2 separate regions of the Mus musculus genome follow, and region 2 is linked to region 1. A link is a contact called in public Hi-C data. All regions are on one chromosome and are shown on one strand. The core of a region is the stretch at or near the end of the contact, and the rest is flanking DNA. Distances in the headings are between cores, read along the strand shown.

What was found. A called contact is a pair of places that touch in the nucleus more often than the background predicts.
Region 2: a Hi-C map of embryonic fibroblasts shows a contact between it and region 1, with 2.9 times the contacts expected there. The contact joins two enhancer-like sites. A contact is called at or near these places in 2 of 39 promoter capture datasets (both in the 3T3-L1 cell line), 2 of 484 Hi-C or Micro-C datasets (embryonic fibroblasts and tail fibroblasts) and 3 of 115 datasets of contacts at active chromatin or transcription factors (embryonic stem cells and epiblast stem cells).

Annotation. Positions count from the first base shown.
Region 1 is chr6:140,476,612-140,479,771 of GRCm38.p6, forward strand. All of the region lies in intron 3 of Plekha5 (pleckstrin homology domain containing, family A member 5), which reads left to right. Among named protein-coding and RNA genes, the nearest start is that of Plekha5, 54 kb to the left of the region's middle. Within about 2 kb of position 1,745, at least 91 of the 459 cell types and tissues checked have an H3K27ac peak or open chromatin away from gene starts, as enhancers often do. A contact at or near this core is called in embryonic fibroblasts, where this site is marked.
Region 2 is chr6:140,605,003-140,608,152 of GRCm38.p6, forward strand. No RefSeq gene overlaps it. Among named protein-coding and RNA genes, the nearest start is that of Aebp2, 17 kb to the right of the region's middle. Within about 2 kb of position 1,814, at least 36 of the 459 cell types and tissues checked have an H3K27ac peak or open chromatin away from gene starts, as enhancers often do. A contact at or near this core is called in embryonic fibroblasts, where this site is marked.

The DNA.
Region 1 (3,160 bases), core at 495-2,994:
GCCTTTCACATAGTAGCATTAATGTCATTTTAGAGCCAACAACAATGGTGCTCTTAGCATGGTGCTTCCAGGGGAGCTGACTGCACACAGGTACCTGGCGGTCAGTGATGCTGCCTCCAGGACTCAGGTGTCAGGCTCAGTTAGTACCGATAGCCTTTCCTTTAGAGTACTTCATTCCTTCTGTGAACTTAACGTTTTATTTTTATCTTAACATATATTTACATTTATGATTTATATAAGGATATTATTATACATATTTGGTGGCATGAATTTAAGAAAAAAAGTCCTTTAACTGAAAGATGTGTTGTGGACTTTTCTTATGTCAAAGCTTCTGATAGTTTCCAGGGCCATAGTGATATAGTGATAAGCAAAACAGGCATAGTTCCCCTATACTAGTAATTTCACAGGCCAAACACACACACACACACACACACACACACACAAACACACGCACACACACACATACACTGGGGCAGATAAATAACTTGACAGGAAAGAGCCCTCTAGGGTGAAGAGATTCATGAGGTGTGAGAGAACATAGCATGCCTGCAACGTGACTAGTGGACAGGGAAGCTAGCCTGTTAGGAGACTGCTGCCTGTGTACAAATGAGAGAAGGCAGTGGGTTAGAGGACAGTGTGGTGATCTCTGTGGCTGGGAGCACACTGAGCTCTAGAGTTGGAAGTTTACAAATTAGTTCCAGGCAGATGATGTGTGAGAGGAAATGTGTGTGTTGTAGGAAATGATGTAGGTTGTAGGAAAGCCAGGTGGAGATCTGAAGAAGGCAGTGCGAGCTCCCGGTCCACAGCTCAGGAATGAGTCAGGAAATAAGTGTGCTGACATTAGAATATCAGTGCAGCTTAGCCCAGTGCACAGCCTGTCCTCCAGGTCGAGATGGCAGTGTGCTAACGTCTTATTGACGTGAGTAGCCTCCTTATGAAAGATTAATAGCATTTGCAGAAGCCCCATGAGAAACGATAGTCAGACTTTTCCTTCGTGGGTCTTTCTGTGATGGAGCCTTCCTCTGCGCTTGATCTCGTCCTGGAGGGATTTGATTGACTGCTTTGTCCTTTCCCAAAGACATTGATTGATTCATTGCCTTGCTAATTGTTGCAATCTTGTCAATTCCCTGCTTCCTCACACACTCATATACTTTTAAGATTATATTTAGCTAAAACTTGATCTTAGAATTATTCTTCAATAGATTTTATTAACTTTCCCTGCTGCCTTTTATAGAATCGAAACTCTATAGTCAACACCACACCTTTTGTACTTTTTAATTTTGAAGTAATCTTGAAACCTTAACGCCTTACTATTCCGTTCTTTACTATTTGCTGGTGAAATTATATTTTCAGTTGTAAGAATACTGTTTGAAGTCAACAAGAGCTTTTCCTGTTCCAACATTGGAAATAATTAAATCCGCTGTATTAAATTTCCTCCCTGTCCATTCCTTCCCTCTGCTTTTTCCTTCTGATTCCCACATAGTTGCTTTTCATTGGCTACTCATGTATCAGTTTACTGTAAAGCATTGTACCCGCCCTTACAGAAGAGAGAGGCTGGGCTCTTCTGTGTGTGGACCTCGTGTTTCTGTAGCTCTTGGCAGAGAGCAGAGACAGCCTTTTGCTGTTGTGCGTGGCTGATGGCGATCTGAACGTACACCACTGTAAAGTGCAGCTCTGGCTGGGACACTGGAGTGTAAACACCAGTCTCACCAACTCAGTGTAGCTGATTGTCGCTGCCATGTTGAAGAACTGAAGGTGACTCATAGCCAGAGTGCTCCACGATGTTAGATCATAAAACAAGTTCCCTGTATGATCTCCCTCTGTGTGTTTACCTTTATTCTTGTGAGACAACCACTAAGTGTGTTTTAAATGATACCCACAAAGAAACATTCCTAGACAGGCACAGGGTGAAATTAAAAAGAAAGGGGCTGCAGGAGCCATTTCCCAAACACAGTGAGAAAAAAAAGGAAGCCTTGCATTTTAAGGAGACAGCAAGAGAAGCCAGAAAAGCAGTGTGAAGTCTCTCAGAACGCAGAGTGTGCTAATTCATTACTTCTAGGACACCAGCATGTTTGCAGCAAGACATGAGGCTGTGCTGAACTAACAGGCATTGAACACTGGAAAGAACCAAAAGACGAGGAAACCAGCCTATAAAATAGAAAAAAATCTTCTCATCATCTGACAGAGGATTAATATCCAGAACACATCAGAAATTAAACACCAAAAGGACAGATAATCCAGTCAGCAAGTTGGCAAACAAACTGAATAATTACATTAAAATAATACCAATATCTTAAGCCATGAGGAAATGCAAATCAGAACTACACGTTCTGTCTCGCCCTACTCAGATGGCTATCATGAAGAAAACACATCTAAACAGAAAATAAAACAAATGCTGGCTTATAGCTGTAGAGGGAAGGAGCTCTTACATACTGTTACTGGGCATGTAAATTAGCACAGTCATTATGCAAATGAGTGTTGATGTTCCTTCAAAAGCTAGAAATAGAACTAGCATATGATTTAGCTATACCACCCCTGGGAAGGAGTCCAAGTCAGCGTACAGCGAGGATGCTCTGAGCATCACGCTTACTTCTGTTCTATTCTGAATAGCCATGGGATGGGGTAGGTGCCTAGCAACAGGTGAGTGGGTACAGAAAGCAGCCGTATATAGCTGGGGTGGTAAGTCAGCATAAGGAGAGTGGAATCAGGTCATTTGCAGAAAAATAGATGGAGCTGAGACCATCACACATGTTAAAGTAGAACGGCCTGCACTGGGCATTGCATGCTTTCTTTTACGTAGAACCTAAGGAGACAAAAGAACTGGAGAGCTGTTAGAGAGGAGGAAGGAGATAGGATTGGCCAGCAAGAGGACAAGGTGACAGGTAAACATGATCAGAATTGAACATGTGTGAGAGTGTCACTGTATGATCCACCATTTTATCCAGTAAGGATGGATTCGTTTAAAAAAAAAAAGTAGTATATTGTGTCAGTGATTTAAAAATTTTTGGCTGATATTCACTGTCCACATAAGTTTAAAAAACTAAAACCATGGGTCCACATTGCTTACCTAGTACAAAATTCAACTTGACCTTGACTTACTAACTGAAACTGGTGGTCTACATGGTGAGATAGGGATCTGCAAAAAACCAAACATCAAAGA
Region 2 (3,150 bases), core at 564-3,063, 130 kb after region 1:
GCTTTATTAGCCCGCAACCCAGAGCAGGCTCTTCCCTTGGCACTGAAGCACAGGAGTAGAACATTTAAAAGGCGGAAGCCACAATGGGATTGTTGTTAGCTGGGTGTTAGGGGAACCTAGTGACATTTGGCTATGCATTCAGTAGATCTTTCAGTTATGCATTCAAGCCATGGTCGGGCACAGCAAGTCCAGCATGTATCGCCAAGGCAGACCTGACTGTTCAGGGACTAGGGGCTAAAAAAACACCTGAATAGGGCTGGAGAGATGGCCCAGCGGTTAAGAGCACTGACTGCTCTTCCGAAGGTCCTGAAGGTCCTGAGTTCAAATCCCAGCAACCACATGGTGGCTCACAACCATCCTTAATGAGATCTGACGCTGCCCTCTTCTGGTGTGTCTGAAGACAGCTACAGTGTACTTACATATAATAATAAATAAATCTGCCAGGGCAAGCAGAGGTCCTGATTTCAATTCCTAGCAACCACATGATGACTCACAACCATTTGTACAGTACAGTGTATTCATATACATAAAATAAATAAATAAATCTTAAAAAACAATAACCACAACACCGGAACAGACATAAGATGCAGTCAGGATAAGAGCAGAACTAGGTGGGGTGGCTTCACTAACTTCAGGGGAATCTATAGCGTCTCTGATCTACACAGAGAGCCCCAGGCCCTCTAGGAACGCATAATAAAACCCTGTCTCAAACACAAAACTGAATAATAATAGAATAATAGTGAATTAAAACAAAAAACCTCATAGGTAAAATAACTGCATTTGCTCCTTTGTCTTTTTGTGACGGGTTACCCTGGACTCACTCTGTATGATCCTCTGGGCTATGACCCCCCTGGTTCTTGGATTACCCGTGTGCACCATCATGCCTGGCTAATTGCCTTATTGTGTCTAATGATCTAAGTCCAGGGTGGTGACACAGGAATGTGAAGTTAGTCATTTTGAGTAGAAACAGAAAGATCAGGAGTTCAAGGTCATGGTCTGCCTGAGTTTGAATCTGAGGTCAGGAGTTCAAGGTCATGGTCATGTGTGAACTCCGTGGACCTGTGTTTGTTGCACTTCTGTGCAAAGCTGCTGTCTGAGTCTGTTGCACTGTCCTGTGAATGACTTTATGGCTGGTCTCTAGGGTCTGCTCTAGGGTCTTATGTTTGTCCATAAGATTCAAACAGAGGCAAATCTTCTTCCATCCTTCCCTCCCCTGCTCTGCCTTGTCATTCCAAATGATGCTGAAAATCCTGGGGTACTTAAGAAGGCTGTGTGGACAGGGCCTGCGCAGCACTCCCCGAAAACTCTCTCCACTGACAGAACAGGAGACTCCCGCCACCTTCCTCCTTGGTGCCCTGCCCTACCTTACAGGTGAGCCTGACAAACTTTCCATGAACGGAGACTGCTGGTCTCCCCCTCAGAAGCCCAGTCTGAACGAAGGGACCTCAAGCTTGTCAGGGCTTCTGAGCCCCTGCTGCCTGTTAGGCCACAGATCTCTTCCCTAGCCAACCTTATCCATAATGCAGTGGCTTCCGCTCTGAGGAGAGCAGGATTGACTCCCCGCCACCCCCTTTCAAAGCAATCGTGAGGACGAAGCAATTACACTTAATGACACAGAGGAGAGAAAACCTTTCTGTTTGCATCCCAGCCCCACCTCAAGAAGATTGTGTGGCATTTGCGTCATTCTGAGGAATTTTGTGACAGGGGTTTCCTAGGCGTTTTTGTGTCCTAATTGAATCATCCTGTCCAAACAGCTCACAGCTTCGGAAGCCAAACGTGTTCTTAAGTAATCGAATAGGAGGCTTCACAGAAGGGCACACAGACAATGCTGTGGTGGAACTTAACCATGGGCTCATCTTACAGTCAGGAACAGCGGGGCCAGCAAGAGGGCTCAGTGGAACAGGAGCTTGCTGCCAAGCCTGATGACTGAGTTTGATCCTAGGGATCCACAGAGAAGGAGGGGAGTGACTCCCACAGTGTCCTCTGCCCTCCCTCCATATGAATGTTGTACACACAGACACACACAGTGCATAAATAATGTAATTTTAAAAATGAACTATGGGCCAGAGAGGTGGCATAGCACTGAGGAACACTTGTTGCTTTTGCTGACGACCGGGTTTAAGTTTCCAGTACGCACAAGGTGGCTCACAAAAGCTTGCAAACTCCAGCTCCAGGGGAGTTGGCATCCTCTTCTGACCCTACTCAGGCACTTCCTGTACATACACATCATTTTAAAATTAGGTCAGGGTGATGTGCTAGGCCTATAGTTCTAGCACGCAGGAGGCAGAGGCAGGAGGATCTCTGAGTTCGAGGCCAGCCTGGTCTACAAAGTGAGTTCCAGGACAGCCAGAGCTACACAGAGAAACTCTGTCTCGAAAAACAAAACAAAAACAAAAAAACAAAACAAAAAAAAAACCCTGGTGTCAGCATTTTGTCTAGGCTCTGCCCCACAGTTACCTGGCAACAGCCAGGTGTGCCTGACTCACTATAAAAGGGGCTAAATCGCCTCCCCTCCTCGCTCTCTTGCTTTCTTGCTCCTGCTCTGCTGTCCTCTTGCCCCTTTCCCCCTCTCTCCATATGCTTATGGCTGGCCTCCCCTCTTCCCCCTCCTCCTCCTCCTCCTCCTCCTCTTCCTCCTTCTCCTCGTCCTCCTTCTCCTCCTTCTTTCTTCTCCTCATCCTCCTTCTTCCTCTCTCTCTCTCTCTCTCTCTCTCTCTCTCTTCCTCCCTTCCTCTCTCTCTCTCCCTCCCTCCCTCTCTCTCTCTCTCTCCCTCCCCTCCGTATGCCGTAAACAATCTCTATTTTATAGTATACCAGGATGCCTCAGCATGGGCCCGCAGAGACACTCCCTTCCCCAACACCTGACTACACCTCCACCACACATACTCCTTCTCTCCTTATCTTTTTATAAAACACAACACCTAGAGCCTTTTCCGTGTCATACAAACCCTGGAGCACTAACCTACAGCCCCAGCCCTTTCCTCTGTATTTCTGAGACAGGCTCTGGCTAAGTGGTCTGAATGAGGTCCAGCTGAGGTTATACCTCAGCCTCCAGCCTACAATGACTGGCCTGAGACTTCCTTACCATTATGCATGTAACATGGCCGCAGGTATACAAGCCTCCAATTCTCTATGCAGCCTTGACGTACT